Regions from separate parts of the Mus musculus genome. Here region 2 is linked to region 1. Evidence: chromatin contacts called from public HiChIP or PLAC-seq data. All regions are on one chromosome and are shown on one strand. The core of a region is the stretch at or near the end of the contact, and the rest is flanking DNA. Distances in the headings are between cores, read along the strand shown. Region 1 holds the start of Slc38a1 (solute carrier family 38, member 1). Region 2 has its middle 34 kb from the start of Rpap3.

Evidence for each region. HiChIP or PLAC-seq counts read pairs in DNA pulled down with a chosen protein or histone mark.
Region 2: an H3K4me3 HiChIP or PLAC-seq map of embryonic forebrain shows a contact between it and region 1, with 3 times the contacts expected there. The contact joins the enhancer-like site here to the promoter of Slc38a1 in region 1. A contact is called at or near these places in 3 of 39 promoter capture datasets (the 3T3-L1 cell line, cranial neural crest and hippocampal neurons) and 2 of 115 datasets of contacts at active chromatin or transcription factors (embryonic forebrain and neural tube).

The regions. Positions count from the first base shown.
Region 1 is chr15:96,641,285-96,646,401 of GRCm38.p6, reverse strand. Slc38a1 (solute carrier family 38, member 1) reads left to right here and starts at 3,489. Exons shown (of 16, transcript NM_001166458.1): 1 at 3,489-3,911.
Region 2 is chr15:97,669,686-97,674,515 of GRCm38.p6, reverse strand. No RefSeq gene overlaps it. Among named protein-coding and RNA genes, the nearest start is that of Rpap3, 34 kb to the left of the region's middle. Within about 2 kb of position 2,100, at least 78 of the 459 cell types and tissues checked have an H3K27ac peak or open chromatin away from gene starts, as enhancers often do. A contact at or near this core is called in embryonic forebrain and hippocampal neurons, where this site is marked.

The sequences.
Region 1 (5,117 bases), core at 2,240-4,739:
TGTCCTGGAACTCACTTTGTAGACCAGGATGGCCTCAAACTCAGAAATCCACCTGCCTCTGCTGGGATTAAAGGCATGCGCCACCACGTCTGGCTGATCATTTCCCATTTTATAACCTCTTTATCCAAATGACAGCATCCTTTGCCTTACAGAGCTTTTGGTTTTCATAAGGTCCCGTGTATTAATTGTCCTTAGGGCCCGAGCTACCAGCGTCTTGATCAGAACGTCTTTCCGTGGGCCAGTGAGTTCAACACTATTCTCCATGTTCTCTCCTGTCAGACCCTGTGTATGTGGCCTTAGGGGAAAGTTCTTGACCTATTTGGCAATGGCTGTTGCGTGAGGTGGTAAGTGTGGATCTATTTACATTCTTCTATATATGTTCTATTTGCCATCCTCCAGTTTGACCCCTACCATTTGTTGTAGATGCTGTGTGTGTTTCCAGTGTGTATTTTTGGCTTCTTTGTTAAAAATCAGGTGTCTATAGGTGTGTGGAAATATGTCTAGGCCTTCCATTCAGTTTATTGACGTGTCTGTTTTTACGCCAAAACCATGCTGTTTTTATTACTACAGCGCCATAATACAACTTAAAATCAGGGATGGTGATACCACCAGCAGTTCTTGTATTATTCGGGATAGTTTTGGTTATCCTGGTTTTGTTGTTCTTTTTGTTTCCCTATGAAGTTGAATTTGTCTTTTCAAATTCTATTTTCTGTCCCTTAGGACAGCTTGGTAAAGTCTGCCATTTTATCCTGACTACTTTAGTACCATTCTGGTCAGTATGCTCACTTGCAAGTGGTGGGTAAATAAGTCACAACCCGACAGCAATGCCTGTGGTGCCCATAAGTCTAACACAGGGCAAACTGAGAAAGACTGGAAACAGAGGCTCCTATCTCAAATGTAATGGCCTGGACCCTTCCTATTTCCCAGCTAAACAAGGGTCTCACAGAATCCAGGAAGTTCTCAGCTTTAGACATGGAGAACTGTCTCTGGGTTTCAGATTTAAGATTACAGCTGTCCGGTTTGGGGGTAAAGCCTTTAACCCTTCAATCAGGGATGAGGGTGGCATGCCCTGTTTAGAATGTTCTGGAGAGTAAATGCTTAGCCCTCCGCTGGTCTCTTAGTGAGCGCTCGGTGAGTGAGGAAACATCTTCATGGCATCATCTAAAGATCCCAAGAAGACTACCGAGGTTGGGTTTACGGCTGACCTACTGGAAGGACTTCAGAAGGGAGCTACCAGGCACTTCTTAAACCCTGCCTCTGCCATACTCTCAGGATGTCTCTCTAACAGTCTTTCTATGAAGCGGAGGGCCACGGATGCATTTGTCCCCTCGGTGGCAAATGTCAACTAAAAATCCCTGGGAAGGGGTGGAGAACCCATGTCTGGGGTGGTCTGTGCTTCTAAAGACTGCCCATGGACTTTTAAATCAGACTCGAGTGGGAATCCGTCCCCTCCTCTGCCGATACGGTCAATGTTCCCTCCTCTGTGGATCTGCTTTCTCGTTTCAGAAAGGACAGTTAATACCCAACTAAAGTGAAGAGGATTAAATGTGAAAACAGCGAGAGTGCGTAGCCGAGAAGCATAGAAAGCGTGTAGCCGAGAAGCTAGTGAGTAGGACGAGCTGGGTTCCTATTTCATTCAGCTCGAACAGCCCTGAGTAACTAGTCGTTCTGTGTACAGGAGCTGGCAAGTTAAGTAACATCCTGAGCTAAAAGGCTTGGGATCATGTTCTCTGCAACACCCATGAGTGTACATCTTTTTTTAAAAGACGCACAACCTTCAACAGGCTTTTTTTTTTAAACATAGTTTTAAAAATACTTCATTTATTTATTTATTTATTTACTTACACTCCAGACCCCATTCCCCTCTCAGTCCACTCTCCCTCCAACAGTTTCACATCCCATACCGCCCCCCTTACCCCCCCTCCACGAGGATGTCCCTAGAACCCAACCCCCACCCAACCAGACCTCTAAACTCCTGGGCCCTCCAGTCCCTTGAGGGTTAGGTGCATCTTCTCTGGCTGAACCCAGACCGGGCAGTCCTCTGCTATATATATATGTGTTGGGGACCTCATATCAGCAGGTGTATGGGCGGGGGCGGGGGCGGGGGCGGGGGGGGGTTAGTCCAGGTTAATTGAGTCTGCTACTGGCCCATATACCTATTCAGGGTAACTTATTCAGTCATAATCGTAACAAAATCGTAAATTTTGACTTCCTCTAGGAAGAAAGGTAAAAAGAATGGACTTTCGGTGTAAACTTAGAGTGTTACTATAATACATAAGTTTTTCACACAAAGAAGGAGCAACAGGACAAAAAAAAAATGGGGTGGGGGGTGGGGGGAGATGCTGTGTTTGAGGAAGAAACTGCCCTTCTGATTGCAGTGACCTTCCGGTTTCCAGGCATGTTCAAGAACACACCTCCCACTTGTTTCTTTGGAAGCCAGTGTTTAACTCACCACGACCATTTACGGCCATTGGAAGGGAGCAAGAATACCAGCCACTAAAAAGCTTAAATCTTGGTTGGCCCCCCACTTTCCCAGAGGAGACTGAAAATCTGTAAGCACCGCAAAACAGCATTCATTACTCAGCCTCTTGAAAGGCTCCAGGTAGAGTCATTTTTGAATCATGATTCAACCGCCATTTCTTGTTTTGATGGAACAGTGATGGCTAACATGTTGATGGCTAACTTTATGTTTAAAAATCTCTGTGCTTAAAGCAAATTTCGACCTCCAAATGTTAAGCGCTACTAGGGGTTAATCTTTATTATTATTATTATTATGGTTTTTTTTTTAACTGCTGGTTCTGCTTCTGTAAACAAGCTTGCAAGAGAACAGATTGAAGCTTTGTATTCTTTGCCTTTGTAAACCCTTGGCTGAGGTGTCTGGGTGCTACATTCGGAATTCCATCTCGGCGTCAGTGTCTGAATAAAATCCTCTTGGTTAAAATTTATTAGTGGTCAGGCTGATGAATCTCCGGCCGGACCCAAAACAGGAGCCATCCGGATGAGAGGGACTCAGGCTTCCACGCGGCAGACTCCGTGGTGGTGGTGGTCTCATTGGCTGGTGTGTAGGTGGGATTTCCTGTCGCCATTTTAAGGAGAAGCGACTGTGCCAGCCAGTCAGTTAAGGGGCTGCACTTCAGACAAAGAGTGGGGCAGGAGAAGTAACCCGAGGCGGATATGGCTTTCAGCCTGTTCCTTTTTCCAGGCCCAGCAAGGGTAGAGTCACGTGGCCGGGGCAGCAGGGCTATTGGTGCAGACCCCTTGGGTTATTGTCACACTCTGAGTCCCAAGGGGTCCCCAGAGCTGCTCTGGGGGGGGGGGGGGCGGGACTGTAGGTGTCCAGGTTTCCAAAGGTGTCCCCGCGCGTCCCGTAGTCCACCACCGCCCCTGGGTCGCGGGGCTACCCTCACGCTGCTCCCTTCCCACAATGCAACTCCGTTCGGTGAGGCCCTGGCGTACCCCAAGAGACGGCCCCCTGCCACCGCCTGGGCGAGTGAGCCGCTCCACCTCCAACCCCGAGGGTGCGGGTGCGGCAGCTGTGGCCCCAGCTGAGGCCCCGGGAGGGCGCAGGCAGGTGCCGGGAGGCCCGCAGCCTCCGTATGCTCGGGTACCACCAGCGCGTTGTTCGCGCATCCGCTCGCACTGCCCTTCCTGGATGCTCGGTGTCCGCCAGCCGCGGTCGCCTTGCGGTCTGGTAGCCCAGGGGGGAAGAGGAGCAAGAAGGCGCGGCGACCAGCGGCATGTGACCCGCACTGCTCTACCGCACACAGCTCAACTCCGCCGGCGCGCGGGCATGGAGGGATGATGGTCTGAAAGGCCGCGCTCCCGTCCCCAAACTGCCGAAGAGAAAGGGCGACGCGCCTCGCAGGAGCCAATGAGTCAGGTTGGAGCCCCTCCGCGCCGGGCGTGTGAATGTAAGTGCTGGCGGGCAGAGTGTGGGTGGGGGGAAACTGATGCAACCAGCCCTGGGAGGAGGAGGAGGAGGAGGAGGAGGAGGAGGAGGAGGAGGAGGAGGAGGAGGAGGAGGAGGAGGAGGTGGTGGTGGAAAAGGAGGAGGAGGAGGAGAGCTGTGGCCACGCCACTCTTCCTGAAGGTCGCCGGTAACCCGGCCTTTTACCTTCCTCCGAAACCCGCCACGCGGATCCTCCCCGCCCAGTCTTACAGACCTGGGGCCACCTTTCCCTAGCTAGTCCTTGACACAAAAAAGGACATCTAACTGCCGGGGACGGCCTGGAAGGGCGGACACTTTGGTGGCGCCTTTCCCTTTATTTCTCGAGGTAAGGTGCTTTTGGAGGGCAGAGGGAGCGGCGACTTGGAGGGAAGGGGAGTTTGAACAGGAAGGGAAGGAGGTAACTCAGACAGCCTCCATGTCTCGTGGACACGGGCAGAGCGTCGCGGCGCCTTTCTAGAAGGCAGGAGTCCGGTGCCCTTCCCTGAACGCAGGGACTCCAGATACCGCCGTGGCGTACAGTACCTTACTTTGTAGACCTGGTTTTATGGTGATGGAGTGTGCCACCAGATCTGGTGTCACTTTCGCGAATTAGGAACCAAGCATGCGATGTAAGGGGCATAAGGTACACCGAGGAGTGAATCAGTCTGCATCTTGGGACTGGCCGGCAGCGGAGCCTCGGAGACCGGCTCCCCAGCGCGGTAAACAGGTGCACGTTGGCTGCACCTCCACGGGCTCGGCCCCTGTCTCCGTTCCGGTTAGTGGGATGATGCTGGCAGTGACTCACTTTCCTCTCCCTCTCTGGAGGCTCTCTCCCGAATGAAGAGCCAGTGATAGGCTACTTCCTCTAGAGCCTGGTCCGGTGGGGCGGGAGAACAAAAGGCCACTGCTTGCGCAGGACCCTTGCGCCCTGGTCTCCCCTCCCCCGCACCTGGCCCCAAACGTTGCGGCAAAACGCTTATAAACTGGTCCGCTCCACGCGAGGAGGAAAACGCGCGGAGATCTCTTGTAGCCCGTCTTCATCTCTCCCAACCCCCGCGACAGCCCGGCTCCGGGTGCGGGACTGCTCCGCACCCTCGCGAACAGCGCGCGGATCCCGGTGCATCGCCCGCCGCTGGGTTTCGGCCCAACTGTGCTCGCACTAGACTCGAGTGCATATGGCGGCAAAAGG
Region 2 (4,830 bases), core at 851-3,350, 1.0 Mb before region 1:
CAAAGCATTAGGACTTTGTATGCCTGGGTTCTTAGCCAGGGTTTACCACTGTGAACAAACACCACGACCAAGGCTACTCTTACACAAACATTTAATTGGGGCTGGCTTACAGGTTCAGAGGTTCAGTCTATTATCATCAAGGCAGGAACATGGCAGCATCCAGGCAGGCATGGTGCAGAAGCTGAGAGTCCGACATTATTATCTAAAGACCACTAGGCGAAGACTGGCTCCCACGTGGTTAGGAACAGGGTCTCATTGCCCATCCCCACAGTGACACACTCCCTCCAATAAGGCCACACCTCCTAATAGTGCCATTCCCTGGGCCAAGCAATTCAAACCACCACAGCAGGCCCAAGCAGTGCTCTCACGTGGGGTCTTCCCACCTGTCTTACGGTCAGCAGAAATTGGAAGGAAGCCAGGAGAAGCTGTTCTCTTAGAACTGGCTGTTTTATGTTATAGCTAAGATTTAAACTGAGCCCCTGGCCACCAGCGATCATGGTCCTAAGTACAAACATGGAGGAGACATTAGGCTCAGACAGAAAAGATTCCAAAGAACCATCAAGGCTAGGGAGGAAGCAGAGTGTAGGGAGGGGATCAGCACCTGGCAGGGAGGAGTGTGAGCCCAGGACCCACTGGAGACTTGTGGGCAGCAGGAGGATCCTTGTGTGAGCCCGGGACCCACTGGGAGACTTGTTGGGTCAGATCCAGGCCATGACAGTTTCTGTACAGTGACAAAGAGGCCAAGGTTTCTCTAGCAAATCAGGAGCCACAGACTTTGTCTCCAAGTAAGAGAATGGAAGCATATGTGGGTCGTTCGCCTAGTGTCACCTGCTAAATAAGTGAGAGCAGAGATGCTGTACGAGGTTGCCTGACACTCCACATGCCTGGTGGCCTTTGTGTACTGTAGTCTTTCCTTGAGGTGAAGAAGAAAGGTAATGCTGAGGAGGCCGACTTCTTAGGGTTGATGCTGTTCATAGAGAGATCCAGTCAGTGAGGGGACTAAGACTAAGGTACAGCAATCAGCTAGCCTCGAACTCCTGACCTTCCTGCCCCTGCCTCCCAACTGCAGGATTGTGGGTCTACACCACCTGTGCCCATCTGATTTACTTTCCATTTGTTATTGTTCATCTGTAATATGTTGGCTACGTGCCAGACTTTAAGCTGCTTGTATATCAAAAGGGTTTTTTTTTTTTTTTAAAACAAAACAAAACAAAACAAAAACATGTCAGTGGTAATATTCACCTGGTCATGACAGGAGTCCAGTTAATGTTGATAAACTGATCTGTCTAGAGTATCACCACTTGTGTGGGAGGCTAGAATTAGTGGGTTCCTTTTCTCAAGCCGGGTATTTATTGTAGGATCCTCAAGTCAATCCACTTTAGAATGATACCCAGGACTTTTAAGGAGAAATCACTTAGAAAAAGGAAGCTGTCTATAGTGGAACTCCGCTCACTTCCTTATACTGACTGTTGAATCATTTGGGGCAATAAAAAGACTTCTTTTCCACATGACTGTTTTGTGTGTTCTGTTAAGCTTTTATAAAGTTTAGACACACACAGCCTTTCCCGAGTACCTTATGGGCTTGCCCAAGGTTGGGGTGAGACAGAGCAAGGACCCGCCTGTGTCTGGGCACTCAGCCTGTCTGAAGCACTGTAGGTACTAAGCTCTTTCAGTTTATATTTGCGAGCACGCCTTCCTTCGTTTCCCCATAGCACCAGCGCTGGGAACAGGGTCATCTGAGTGTCTAATGAGCAGTTCTCGGACTCTTGTGCAGCCCTGCACTGCCTTGAGTCCATCCACCAGCCTGACTCCCCTGTGCCAGCGCCAGCCATCTGGAATACTCCGTGGATCCCTTGATACAACGATATAAAAGATGGCAGTGAAAGGCGCTGATTGCCTTGGCACCTGAAGACACAGCCTCTGCCAAGGCTGTTAGAAACAGTGTGTTCTGTGACTGTAGCCTAGATGAACCACTTCCCGAGGGACTATGACGACAAGTGTCAGGCTGTGACTGGTTTAAGCACCCCTTCTTGGATAGTGTGGATAGGCAGTGAGGCTTGCTGGAAGTTGCCTAGGGAACCCTCTGTGCCATCTCCCTTGGTGTTGCCACATCAGGTCTTATAGACGTCTCTTTGTGGCCTTTTCTTTGCCTGCTCTTGAGAGCGCAGGCTGAGCTGGTGACAGAGAAGGAGAAACAGAGAAGGGTGGTTACCATGGAGACTGGCAGTAGGCAGGGTTTGACAGTAGGCTGAGCAGCAGCCTTGGCTCTGGTTTCAAGTAGCAGCTTGATGGTTGGAAAAGCTCAGGCCTTGGGCCTTGACTTGACAGGCGAGGGTCCTGCAGGTGCCCACTGGGAACCTAACAGTATCGATACCACACTCGCTGCCTCATAGCTTGACAGCTGAAAACCACAGATGCCCATAAGCACCCCACACTAGGACTTGATGCTGCCCAGCTCATGAGCCTCATACCTGGCTCTCTAGAACAAAGTACTGACAACTGATGTTTGGGTGCGGAAGATTGGCGGTACATAAGCCTTAGAGGCCTGTGGTCATGCGACAGGTGCAGAAGCATCAGTCGTCAGAGGACTCTGTACTAGCAATATCCCCTGGGATCAAATCCCTCTGTGCCTCCCGTGTGGTGCCTCATATTGCATTGATTCTGCCCAGAAATCCCACCTGTCCATTGAGTCCCTGCTCCCTGTGGCAGAGGATGCCTGACTCATCCCAGCCATGCTCAGCGTCCAGTTCCCGAATGGCCCTCTAGATGCCTCAGACCTTGAGTAGAGGCAGGTGCCTCAGCTGTATACCCTGGCTCTCACAGGCTGTCTCCAAGAAGCAAGTACTCTCGAGTGATCACAGTGGGCACTAACAACCAAATAGCCTTTGAGGAGTGTAAGAGGCCAAGGAGGAAGAAGAGAACAAACAAAAGATGGCAGATGGGGAGAGAGCAGACTGGGAGAAGCCAGAGAAGACAATCTGCATCGCTTCTTGCCAAGAGTTCCAAAGGACACACATCCTTGAGGCTGAGACCTGTGCCACTGGCTGCCGTAGCCAAGGGTCCCTGTAGCCGATCTATAGGTACAGGGAGGGCAATGGTTCTGGTATGTAGACTTCCACGAGAGCTGCCATATTAGAGGCCATTGCTCGTTCCTATATCACTTGCCCACTCTAGTCCCTTGCAGCTGTTAAGTCTCAAGGGGGTGAGAAAGTTCTAGAAGTTCATATTTGAAGAGTTTCTTGTCTACCCATGGTTTCTCTCCAAGCAGAGCAAAAACCTTTCAGCCACTGACTGGTGAGAAGAGCTCAGTACTTGGTGTTCCGCATCCAGTGGGCTGTATGTCTGTCTGTTCAGGGTAATGCCTAGGATACAAGGGTTGGCGAGATGGCTCTGTGGGTAAAGGTACTTGCAGCCAAGTCTGATGACCTGAGTTCGATACCCAGAACCCATGGAGTGGAAGAAGAGAACTGACTCCCACAGGAGTGCCTCTGAACCTCCACAGTGCAACACACACGCACACCACACACACACACACACACACACACACACACACACACATAAAATAAAAATTAGGAAATAGACCTTTGTCTTCCTGGTCAGGTCCTCATAGTGTATCATCAGATACCGTGGTCTTTGAAGACTGCGGGAGGCTAGTGATGGTTCATTTCAACTTCCAACATGAAATCTAGAGTCATCTGGGAGATGGGCCAGCCTCTGAGCATGCCCCAGGGAGATTATCTTGGTTGCATTATTTGAGCCAGGAAGCTCCACCCACTGTCGGTTGCACCATTCCCAGCCTGGGCTCCTGGACTGCGGACATGGAGAAAGACCCATTGTCTTCTTTCTCAGATGTTTCTTCTGTCAAAGTCTTTTTTTATTAGGAAAGTAACTAGGATCCTGGGGAACTGTCGTGGGCTAGGCTGGATTGAAGACTGTCCAGAGGCCCTGATGATAGGACGTGGGCATCCTGCCATCAGCCAATCCAGGGTTGTGCCATGCAAGGCACACTATGGATGGATGCTAGGGCCTGGGGCGGGCAAGGACAGTAATCCAGGAACTGGCACTTGGCATTTTCCTCACGTGTGTGTATGTGACTGAATGTTGCAGACACTGAGGTGTGAAATGCTTTGTTTGCCATCCCATAATGTACCTTGCCAAAGTGGAATTTGGGATATTTTGAGCACCCTATAATTCTACCATCTGACATTCTTCACCCTCTGTTTGAGGAATAAAAGAACTGTACCGTTAATAAACTTGCTGGCCTGGGTCTTCAGCCCCTCAGCCCTCCTGACCCCAGCTTTTGACTCTTTCCCTTTGTTATCTCTTTATTTTCCATCCTGCCCCTCCCCCTCGGGACTTGCTCAGAGCCACAGTGTGGCTGGTCCAGGTTCCTGGGCATGGAGAAGTTCTCACACATTTTGGTGAGCGAGGCCGCATTCAGGTTGTAGGGTGTGCTGGCTGCTTTTATGTCAGCTCGACACAGCCCAGAGTCATCAGAGAGGAGGGAGCCTCAGCTGAGAAAATGGCTCCATGGGATCCAGCTGTAGGGCATTTTCTCAATTGGTGATCAATGGGAGAGGGCCCAGTCCACTGTAGCTGGGGAAACCCCTGGGCTGAGGGGTCCTGGGTTCTATCAGAAAGCAGGCTGAGCAAGCCATGAGGAGCAAGCCAGTAAGCAGCACCCTCCATGGCCTCTGCATCAGTCCCTGCCTCCAGGTTCCTGCCCTGTGTGAGCTTGTGTCCTGGCTTCCCTTGATGATGGCCAACTATGAGAACGTGTGAGCGGAATAAACTCTTTCCTCCCCTGCTCCCTTTAGAAGCCCTAACTAA